2 separate regions of the Macaca mulatta genome follow, and region 1 is linked to region 2. A link is a contact called in public Hi-C data. All regions are on one chromosome and are shown on one strand. Each heading gives the region's core, a stretch centred on a gene start, on an enhancer-like site or on the middle of the called end of the contact. The rest is flanking DNA. Distances are from core to core; before and after follow the strand shown. Region 1 holds the start of PRMT1 (protein arginine methyltransferase 1). Region 2 holds the start of RRAS (RAS related).

Region 1 (5,652 bases), core at 2,824-5,323, 38 kb after region 2:
CCCCACTCCAGTGCCTTTCCTCCTCCTGCCAGGACTCTGTCCCCCTCGTCCCTGTGCCCTTCTCTGGGTGTCTGTCCCTCTCTGCTCTCTGGTTCCTCGCCTTCCTGTCTCTGATCTCACAGGGCTGATGTGGACGCTGCTGTAGGGGGGAAATACCTGCCCTGCTCACAGGGCTCTGCCACTTTTCCCTTCCAGGAGGGCATCCTGGCCGCCTCACCCGTGGACTTGAACTTGCCATTGGACTGAGCTCTTTCTCAGAAGCTGCTACAAGATGACACCTCATGTCCCTGCCCTCTTCGTGTGCTTTTCCAAGCCTGCCTTTTCAGCTCAGGGCTGTGGGGTGGTGGTCGCCCTACCTGTTTTTGCCAAAAATAAATTGTTTAAAACTTTTTGTATTAAAAATGTTACAAAGTGTTCAACTGTCTGTTCTTACACTCCAGAACTGAAGTTCTAAGTAGAGGGGATTTGGTTCAGAGATTTCTGTGGCTTACACAAATTAAGGAAGGAACCAGTTCATTCTAGAAATATTTATTTGGAGCACCTACAAGAACCTGTCTCCTGGACATGTAACATATTTGAGAGAATATCTGTAAATAGTCCAGCAACTTGCTTTTTTTTTTTTTTTTCTTGTTGCACAATCTGGTTATTCTACCTAATGCTGTATGATGGTCATGGAGTCTTTCTAGCGAGTTCCACAGAAAGGTACAGTCTAACTTCACCTGTGTCTAGGACACCACCCTCTTCTTGTTTTTCTCCTCCCATTGCTCCTTTCAAGTCTCTCTTGCTGGTTTCTCATCTACCTAAAGACCAGTGGTTTGTCACACACACACACCCCTTTTTTTTTTTTGGCGATAGGGTCTTGCTCTGTTGCCTATACTGGAATACAGTGGCACTGTCATGGCTCACTGCAGCCTCAACCTCCTGGGCTCAAGTGATCCTCCCACTTCAGCCTCTCTAGTAGCTAGAACTAAAGGCATGCAACACCACACCTAGCTAATTTTTAAAAAAGAATTTTTGTGGGAGGCCGAGGCGGGTGGATCACTTGAGGTCAGGAGTTCAAGACCAGCCCGGCCAACATGGTGAAACCCCATCTCTACTAAAAATACAAAAATTAGCTGGGCATGGTGGTGGGTGCCTGTAATCCCAGCTCCTTGGGAGGCTGAGGCACGGGACTCGCTTGAACCCGGGAGGCAAGAGGTTGCAGTGAGTTGAGATCACACCACTGTACTCCAGCCTGGGCAACAGAGTGAGACTCTGTCTCAAAAAAAAAAAAAATTGTAGAAATGGTGTCTCACATTGCCCAGGCTGGTTTCCACCTCCCGGGCTCAAGCGATCCTCCTACCTTGGCATCTCAAAGTACTGGGATCACAGGCATGAGTCACTGTGCCTGAGCGGTTTGTCTCCTTATTAGGGCCATATCCCCCTTCACAGAGTCATGTTTGTAAATAAAGTGAAATGTACAGGATTACAAACCGAACCAATTACAGTCGATCCTCAGTATTTGTAGATTATTTGCAAATTTGCATCCTTGCTAAAAAGTATTCATACCCGGAAAACGAAGGCAGTGCTTTTGTGGTGTTTTGGAGAGCAATGCTTACACACAGAGCTGCAACAAGCTGGAGACCTGATGTGCATGGTTCAGCTGGGCTCCTCTTGTTTCAGCTCAAACACTGGAAACAAGTGTCCCTTTCTTGGTTTGTTTAGTGCCACGTTTTTCTTTTCTTTTTTTTTTTTTTTTTTTAATAAGAGTCTCGCTCTGTCGCTCAAGCTGGAGTGCAATGGCATCATCCTGGCTCACTGCAACCTCTGCCTCCTGAGCTCACGCGATTCTCCTGTCTCAGCCTCCCAAGTAGTTGGGATTACAGGCGTGCGCCACCAGTCCTAGCTAATTTTTAAATTTTTATTTATTTTATTATTTTTTGAGATGGAGTCTCTCTCTGTCTCCTAGGCTGGAGTGCAGTGGGGCGATCTCGGCTCACTGCAACCTCTGCCTCCCGGGTTCAAGTGATTCTACTGCCTCAGCTTCCCAAGCAGCTGGGACTACAGGCGCCCGCCACCACGCCCGGCTAATTTTCGTTTTTTTAGTAGAGACGGGGTTTCACCATATTGGCCAGGCTGGTCTCGAACTCCTCACCTTGTGATCCGTCCACCTAGGCCTCCCAAAGTGCTGAGATTACAGGCGTGAGTCATCGCGCCCGGCCTAATTTTTTTTCTTTTTTTTGAGACAAGAGTCTGTCGCCCCGGCTAGAGTGCAGTGGCGCGATCTCGGCTCACTGCAAGCTCCACCTCCTAGGTTCAAGCCATCCTCCTGCCTCAGCCTCCCGAGTAGCTGGGACTACAGGAGCACGCCGCCACGCCCGGCTAATGTTTTGTATTTTTAGTAGAGACGGGGTTTCACCATGTTAGCCAGGATGGTCTCGATCTCCTGACCTTGTGATCCGCCTGCCTCGGCCTCCCAAAGTGCTGGAATTACAGGCATAAGACACCGCGCCCGGCCGCCCGGCCAAATTTTTTTTTTTTTTTTTTTTTTTTTTTTTTGAGACGGAGTCTCGCTGTGTGGCCCAGGCTGGAGTGCAGTGGCCGGATCTCAGCTCACTGCAAGCTCCGCCTCCCAGGTTTATGCCATTCTCCTGCCTCAGCCTCCCGAGTAGCTGGGACTACAGGCGCCCGCCACCTCGCCCGGCTAGTTTTTTGTATTTTTTTTTAGTAGAGACGGGGTTTCACCGTGCTAGCCAGGATGGTCTCGATCTCCTGACCTCGTGATCCGCCCGTCTCGGCCTCCCAAAGTGCTGGGATTACGGGCTTGAGCCACCGCGCCCGGCCAATTTTTGTATTTTTAATAGAAATGGGCGTTTCACCATGTTGGCCAGACTGGTGTCGAACTCCTGACTTCAAGTGATCCGCCCGCCTCCGCCTCCCAAAGTGCTGGGATTACAGGCGTGAGCCACTGCGCCCGAATCCTATCGGAAATTTTTAAGTCTCAGGCGTTTGCCAGCGGCACGCCAGAGAGTATAGCCTGCACCGAGGCCCAGAAACCAAAGAGCGAGCTCATTCCGGGATTGGAGAGGAGTGTGAGCGGAGGGAAGCAGAGGGATCAGAGAGAGGAGGGGCAGGACCCACGCATTCGGCCCTTTGCATTCAGCCTCATTCAACTAGGAACTTTTCCTGCAAATCAAGCAAAGCTTCCCGGAGGAAGTGGTGCCTAAGCTGCGCTCTGATTCTCGTTTAGAAGCTGACAAGACAAAGAGAGGTGGGCGGTCCTGGCAGGGGGAGGGACTCGGCAAAAACCAAGTACCTTGAGAGGGGTTGATGGGTTTTAAAAACTTTGAATGATTATGTCAAAGGCTAGGGATTTAATGTGTTGACTGCGGACTCCTATTCCTCACTTGCTTGGGGACCCCAGCGATGCCATTCCTCTCTCTGGGCCTCTCACTGATTCAGTTTTTCTCCCAGGTAATGAGCACAAGCTCCCTTTTTCCTCGAGACTCCCCCCGGGTTGGGAGGATCCACCGAGTGGACTAGGCGTGATCGTTCCTTTGAGCCAATCGTTGGTGCCTGAAGCCCCGCCTTCTTCCCCACCCGTGGGCCAATTGTCGTGTTCTCCTTGAGACTGGCCGCTTGGCGAGGGTGAAAGGCCGCGTGACGTCACTTCCGGATAAACCAATGGCAGCGATTAAGAGGCGGGTCGTTTTGGTGATGGACAGTTGTTTCAAGACGCCCCTTTAGCGCGGGGCTCCCCGGGAAGCTTTGAGGCGGTGCTGGGGGTAAAGGGGCGGGCATTCCTCGTGGATTTTGCCCAATCACCAGTCGCGCTTCTTGCAATAGACGGGCAGTTTTCCCCATCTCGGGTCGACTTGAGGGGGCGGGATTCTGGACGCCAGTGTTGGCAAACCCCTGACCTATGATGGACGTATTCTCCAGCCAATTATCAGACGGTATTCTCAGACGGGCCGCCTCCATTGCCAATGAAATCTTCCAGCGGGGTCGCGGTAGGCGGGCCGTGGACCCTCTGGTATAAGGCGGTCCCGGGGGAGTGAGGAGAAAGGGGGGGTCTTGGCGGCTGGAGGAGGAGTAGTTGCGGGTGAAGATGGCGGCAGCCGAGGCCGCGAACTGCATCATGGAGGTGAGCGCTTGGAGCGCCGCCGTGGGCGGGGGTCGGCTTTGGGTCGATGTTTCACGCCTCTGTGGTGGGGAAAGGGCTCTAAGTTGGCGACATGGGGTTGGAGGTCCCCCGCCGCACACGGGGGCGCCGCACGCTCCACATCCGGGGATATCGTTTGAGGTGACGGCTCCCTAGCTTTCAAGGGCCTTCGGCATCCGGCCTAGCGGAGGGTCTTATCCCCCCTCCCACGTGGAGGAGGGCTGGGGGCGCTTCCGGCCAGGCCCCCACGTGGCCGCGGCGCGGTGGGTGGGGAGGGGGTGTGCCGAGTCCGGTGGCCCGGCGGGCTCCACGTGCGGGACAAAGGCCCCGCCCCCGGCCGGGGAGGGGCGCCCGGGGGGGCGGGGAGGGGGTCCGACCCTCCTGAGGCCCCCAGCCCTCCTACCCAGGGACCCGGGCACACGTCGTGGGGTGGGATCGACCTGGGGCCCTCCACGATGTAGAGTGTCTTTTGGGAGGAGCAGTGCCTTTTACAACCTCCTTCCGAGCTCCAGGGGCATCTATTGGGATATCGGCCCTGGATTTGTGCGTTCTGGATTAGGGACTGGAGGAAAACCAAGAATGGGGCCCCCCTGACCCCATTTCCCCTCCTAGAGTTCTCCCCCTCACCCAGGGCTTTAGGTGTTGGGGGATGGGGCATGCCCCTGTGACCTCCCTCTGGGTGGTGGTGGGGCATCTAGATGGAGATTTTCCCACTAATAGGCGCCGTGCACCCCCTTGTGGCCATTTCTGGGTGTGTGGGAGGGACATCTTTTTCATGGGGCGTGTCCTGAAGCCCACCTCCCGTCGGATTTCTTCCTGGAGGGCGGAGGGAGGAGGGTACGTCCGCTGGGAAGGAGTTGTGGGAAATACGTAGGCTGAGAGCTTTACCCTCTGCTGGAGCGCTTTCTCTCTCCTGGGCCTTTGTGAGGGCGGGAGATGACCTCCCCCTTCCTGAAGCCCTGTGTAGGGGTCCTGAGCCCCGGGGTCCTGAGGGTGGGTGCCTGAAATGGTTTCAAGTGAGGTTTGGTTCTCGTGCAGCCATGTGGGGGAGGTTTCAGTCTTGCGTTTTAAGCCTTCGGGCTGGGGTTGTCTGGCAGTAGTTTTCAGTGGTGGTGATAAATGGGCCCCAGCGGGAAACCCCCGCAGCACCTTTCTTATAGGCATCCCCGCTGGCTTGGGAGAGCTGGGGGGAGGGTGTTTGGAGCCTAGTAGGTCATGGCCAGTGACGTGGCCCTTCTTGGAGTGGTCACATCTGGAAGAGATGTAATCTGATGGGGCCTCTGTCCTTCCACCCCTTTACCCATGGCATTGACTGGGGGGGCAGGTCAGCTGTAAGCTGTCAGGATGCAGCTCCCAGGGGTCACTGTAATGACTTCGCACCCTCTTGGCTGTCTCCTGCACCTGGGGCTCTGTGGGCGGAGGAAATAACTTTCCCAGAGGTGGCCTCAGGCTTGGCCGCACCTGGAAGTCTTCAGGACCTGGGATGGGTGTCTGAAATGGGGGCGATGGGC
Region 2 (5,357 bases), core at 433-2,932:
GGATTTCTTTGAAGCAGGGAGGACCTCCCTCAGGAATGGGGAGGAGGTTTCCTGGGTAGGGGTGGAGTTTCAGGAAAGAAGGGGTGATTTGGAGGCTAGGGGTCTGAATACTCCATCTTTCAGTTAGAGGGGTGCTTGGTGAGGGCTTGTCCTGGAGGGAGGCTATAAGGACCAGGCCCTGGGAGGGATTGTGGCTCTGGGGGTAGTTAGGGGCGTGACCTCAGAGCACAGCGTGAGAAGCTCAGGGCTGAGAACTGGGGGCCAGCCCCGAGGTGGCGCAGGGGGTTATAGTATATACAGTCTTAGAAACACTGGGTTCATTGTCAGAGAGACTCCCAAGGAGTAGGTCTTTCTGGGGGTGCCAAGAATCTGGGGGCTTCTTCCTTGGAGATTATTTGAGAGCTATCCAGGGTTTCTGAGAGGGGCTCAGGGAGTTGCAGTGGAGAAAGCACGGGATGGAGGAGGGGCTGGTTTTCCTTGGGGGCGGGGTGGGGGAGTGGGGGTTTGGGTCTTGAGGAATGGGGGATTGTCAGGACTTGGGGTCTTGGGAGATTTCTGGAATGGCCAAGGGGCAGGATCTCTTTTTAAATCTTGGGTTGGAGAGCAGGACTGTCTTAGGGCTGGGTAGTCCCAGAAGAGTCTCAGGGCCAGGGTCTGTGTAGAATTTCTAGATTCTGGGGGCAGTCATGGAAGGGGCTAAGAATCGAACGTGGGGACAGGCAAGGTAGCTCACGCCAGTAATCCCAGCACTTTGGGAGGTCAAGGCAGGCCGATCACGAGGTCAGGAGTTCGAGACCAGTCTGGCTAATGTGGTGAAACCCACTAAAAAATACAAAAATTAGCCAGGCGTGGTGGCACACGCCTGTAGTTGCAGCTACTCGGGAGGCTGAGGCAGGAGAATTGCTTGAACCCAGGAGGCAGAGGTTGTAGTGAGCCAAGATCGTGCACTCCAGCCTGGGGGACAGAGCCAGACTCCGTCTCAAAAAAAAAAAAAAAAAAAAAAAATCGAATGTGGGGGAATCTCAAAGGTGTTGGGCACTGGCGTTCTCCCAGGAAGGTTCTCAATGGCTTAGAGCGGAAGTTGGGGACTGGGATTTGGGGGAGATAGGGCTCAGGGTGGTGGAAGTTGGCACTGAGGGCGTGGTGGGGGGGCCTGGGAGTGCTTAGGGTCCGAATGGGGTGAGTGTTCTATATTTAGCATGCTCCCAGGAGGTGCTCAAAGCCAGGTCAGCAGGTAAGCGGGGTCTGGGGCACTGGGGGAGGGAATGGTGGGTCTCAGGATGCGAGTGCAGAGGGAAGGCTCCCCCGTGCAGGGGATGGAGGCTCTCCAAGAGTTTAGGTTACAATCTGTGGGGATCTTTTAAGATTAGAGGGCCTTATAGGAGGGTCTCAGTGACGGGTCAAGGGGGAAAAGGGGTCTCGGGGGTCCCCCCAAGGGCTCAGTTCTGGGTCCCGGGGACACCCTCCCGGGTGAGGGCCCACTACCTGGATGAACTGGATGGTCAGCGCGCTCTTGCCCACGCCGCCGCCGCCCACGACCACCAGCTTGTGTGTCTCGCTGGGCGGGGGGTCCCCGGGCCCAGGTCCCCCGCCCCGGGGCCGCCCCCGCCCTGTCCCGGACGCCGCCCCGCTGCTCATGTCGCCACCGCTGCTGCTGCCTTCGCTACCGCCTGCGGGGGAGCCGGGCGGGACCCGGGGGGGCGGGCTACGCTAATGAGGTTACTGCATAATCATGAGCTCTGGCGAGGAAGGCTCGCGTCTCGGCACACTTAAGGAGGGGGACGGGCCAAAGAAAGGGAGGAGCTATGTTAATAAGGGAAAGGGAACGGGGTTCGCTGCGACGGGGAATTCCGAATGAGGCGGGGCTATGCTAATGAGAGACCTGTGCTCGCCCTGAGCGGCGCCACGCGCTCTCAGCGGGAGGGCGGTCTGTGGGCGTGGCTATGCTAATATAAATTTATTCTTTCAGCAGACGGGGTGGGAAGCTCGTCAGGGGAGGGGATATGCAAATAGAGACCCCTGTGACACTGCTGCTTGGGGCACGGTCTCTGAGGCCTTAGTATGGTAGGCGGGGCTCGTCGACTCGCGCGCGCGGCCGTATATAGGGCGCTCCGAAGCAGCAGCAGGTTTTGAGGAGAAGCTCCACCTCCCTCCTGGGATCCTAGCCAAGCTTTCGACCCGGGCGTCTGGGTTAGAGTCTAGAGTCTCCGCCTGCTAAGGGACCCAGGCTTCCGGTTCCCGCTGTCCCAGCCAAGCGGAAGACAGACTGGGAGGAGAGTGGGGCCCTACAGGGGGACAGCGGGGTAATGGGGCAGGGAGGGGCCGTGAGATCACTGCATTCCTAATCCATGAGCCAGCTCGCCCAAGTTGGGATGCCTGGGTCATGAAGAGCCTGGGGCCAGGATTTCTGGGTCTTGAAAGAGGAGGAAGCCGAGGGCCCAGACTCCTGGGTCCCTAGGAGAAAATGGGCTGGAGATGTGGACTCCTGGGTCCTGGGGAGGAGGGTGTCAGGGAGGAAGGCGTCTGGGGTCCTTAGTTCGGTAAAGGAGGGAGCCGGGGACCTGGACTCTTAGTTCCAGGGGTTGGAGAGGCTGGGGACCCAGGATTCTGGGTCTGAGTGAGGCCACTGGGTGGGGGGGACCCGAATTCGTATGTGAGAGCTTGAGACCAGGACTAGTCTGGGAGACCTGCTCTTGGGTCCGAGGAAGGAAGAATCAGACTCCTGAGTCCAAGAGAAGAGGGAAATAGGAGTCTGGACTCTGCTCTGAGTAAGAGGATTCGGAATTCAGACTTCTCTGTACTGAATGAGGCGGCTATGGGGTCGGGCTTCTGGGTTCTAAGTTTATTTTTATTTATTTATTTTTGAGATGGAGTTTCCTTCTTGTAGCCCATGCTGGAGTGCAATGGCGCAATCTCGGCTCATTGCAACCTCCGCCTCCCGGGTTCAAGCGATTCTCCTACCTCAGCCTCCCGAGTAGCTGGGATTACAGGCGTTAGCCACCACGCCCGGCTAATTTTTGTATTTTTAGTAGAGACGGGGTTTCACCATGTTGGTCAGGCTGGTCTTGAACTCCTGACCTCAGGTGATCCGCCTGCCTCGGCCTCCCAAAGTGCTGGGATTACAGGCGTGAGCCACTGCGCCCGGCCTATTTTTATTTTTTAGAGATGGGGCCTCCCTATGTTGCCCGGGCTGGCCTCCAACTTCTAGGCTGAAGCGATCCTTCCGCCTCAGTCTCCCGAGTGGGACTACGGTGTGCGCCACTGCATCCCGTCTGGTTCTAAATGTAGGGGGACCTAGAGGATCTGGATTCTGAGAGCCCCAGAATGTGGGTAAGACAACATCCAGCAAGTCGTGCTCACTCCGCCGAACTACAATTCCCTTGCATCTATTCTGTTTAGCGCCTTTTACGTCACCTCCTGTTCCGCCACCCTTTCCGCGCGCGCGCAGGGCACTGTGGGGCGTCATCGCGGGCTACCGCGGCCCCGCCCACTTCACCTCTCACCCCACTAGCTGTCCCCGCGCGACAGAGGCGGTGCGCGGACTACGCCTCCCGGCGTGCATTGCGCGGACCCCGCCCCATGTGTCCCATTGGCTTCTGGGAAACCGAGTCCGGTTGCGTTTCCGCCGGCCTTCACGGCGCCGTGCTCGGTACTTGAAATCCCGGCAAGCTCGGCGGCGCTTTAGCTCCGCCTCTCTCCTCCTTTGCTGACGAACCCCGCCCCAGCCTGCCCCGCCCCGCGCCGGGGCCGGAGCCGCAGCCCGAGCGGCGGGGTAAGATGGCGGCGGCGGTCCGGGCCGCGGGGCTCGGGCCTATTGGGGTGGGCGGGGCGGAGTTGGGTCGCTAGTTGTCCCGGGGTCTTCCCCACAAGCCACGGGTCCTGGAGGGCTTCATGGGGCGGTCTCGGGCCCGGCAGCTGCGGCGAAACCTGGCGCCGAGAGGGGGGCCTTCTCAGGGCCCTGGGACGCATCCGTGGGTTCCTGGGGGCGTCAGTGGGGCGTCTCCGAGAGGACTGGGGGCGTCCCTGGGCCTAGACCGAGCCTAAGGCCTGCCCTCCATCATATAGCTGGCCTGGATCGTGTCTGTAGACACTGTAGATTGTCTTTATGGGCTGACCGGGGACTAGGGTCTGGTTAGAGGGTTCTGGGGCCATCTTGAGATCTTGAGATATGTCCCAGGGGTGAAGGAGGGTCTGCAAGACCTGAGGAGTATCTTCAGAGCCATCTAGAGCGCCTGGGGTATGTGTGTTAGGGCTGGAAGGAGTCTACATGGGCTGGCCTGAGGATGCAACTGGTCTGCATAGGTCTGGGGCCATTTATCAGGCCTAGAATAACTGCCAAGGGCTAGGAAGTCTTAGAGCCCCCTAGGGGGTTGGGATATGCCCACCAAGGGAGGGCGTCAAATATTGAGATGTACTGAGGGTCTGGGGTCTCCAGGGTATGGGTAGTGTCTAATAATGGGTGACAGGAGGCTGGGGGCAGTTAGAAGGACCTGGAACCATCTAGATGGCTTGAATGTGACTGCAGGAATGCAGATTTTATGCCTGGAGCAAATTCGAATGCCCATGGGGTCGGATCAGCTTGTGGCGAATAATACAGAAAGAGAATGAGGAAATTTTGCCCAGCTTAGATATACTTGCCCTTCAGAAAGTGATTCAAATGAAAAATGTTTTAAAATTCTGCATTACCCTGGGGGTTATTGAGAGAGTTAGAATTAATCTACTTTAGGCTGGAAGAGTCTGGAGGGTCATCTAGACCCACTATTACAGTGCTTTTCAAACCATGTTGACCGTGATCTGCATTAAGATACATTTTTTCATTAAGACCTAGTAGAGACAGTCATAATGTATTTAACATCATATAACATAATGTGTTAACATTAACTCATCTTCCACAAATTGACATTTCCACTTACTACTTGCGATGTGCTGCGAAGAACTATTTTGTTCTATTTACTTTTTATAACAAGCTATTTGTGAAGCACTAAACTGGTATATGACCCTGTTGTTGGGGAAACCACTGATCCAGACAGGACCTAGCAGTATCTGCAGAGCATTCTTCTGTCCAAAAGATCTAAGTAACTGAGGGTGTGTCTGCAAAGCCTGGTGCTGTCTAAATGAGCAAGCAAGCATCTTTGTATACTGCAGAGGGTTTGGGGATCCCTGAGCCTGTAGTCAGCAGATGTTGATTAAGCTTCTCATATGTGACAGTCACTGTTCTAGGTAGCATGTGCTTCCCGGGGAGGTGCTGGAGAACAGTCCCAGGGCCAGGAACTGCCCACCGGGCTGAGCATGTTGAGTATTGGTAAAAGAGGCTGGGATGTAATAGACTATCAGGATTGGGTGTGTCTTAGGAAGTT

Evidence for each region. Hi-C and Micro-C count contacts between places; a contact is called where the count stands out from the background.
Region 1: a contact with region 2 is called in a Hi-C map of liver, with 2.6 times the contacts expected there. The contact joins the promoter of PRMT1 here to the promoter of RRAS in region 2. A contact is called at or near these places in 3 of 14 Hi-C or Micro-C datasets (CD4 T cells, fetal cortex germinal zone and liver).

What each region holds. Positions count from the first base shown.
Region 1 is chr19:62,126,815-62,132,466 of T2T-MMU8v2.0, forward strand. PRMT1 (protein arginine methyltransferase 1) reads left to right here and starts at 4,074. Exons shown (of 9, transcript XM_077981014.1): 1 at 4,074-4,123. The coding sequence starts at 4,088. BCL2L12 (BCL2 like 12) reads left to right here. Exons shown (of 4, transcript XM_077981069.1): 4 at 196-411. The coding sequence ends at 275.
Region 2 is chr19:62,090,981-62,096,337 of T2T-MMU8v2.0, forward strand. It overlaps RRAS (RAS related), which reads right to left and starts at 1,683. Exons shown (of 6, transcript XM_001115362.5): 1 at 1,486-1,683. The coding sequence starts at 1,638. It overlaps SCAF1 (SR-related CTD associated factor 1), which reads left to right and starts at 2,275. Exons shown (of 12, transcript XM_077980810.1): 1 at 2,275-2,303; 2 at 3,289-3,330. The coding sequence starts at 3,325.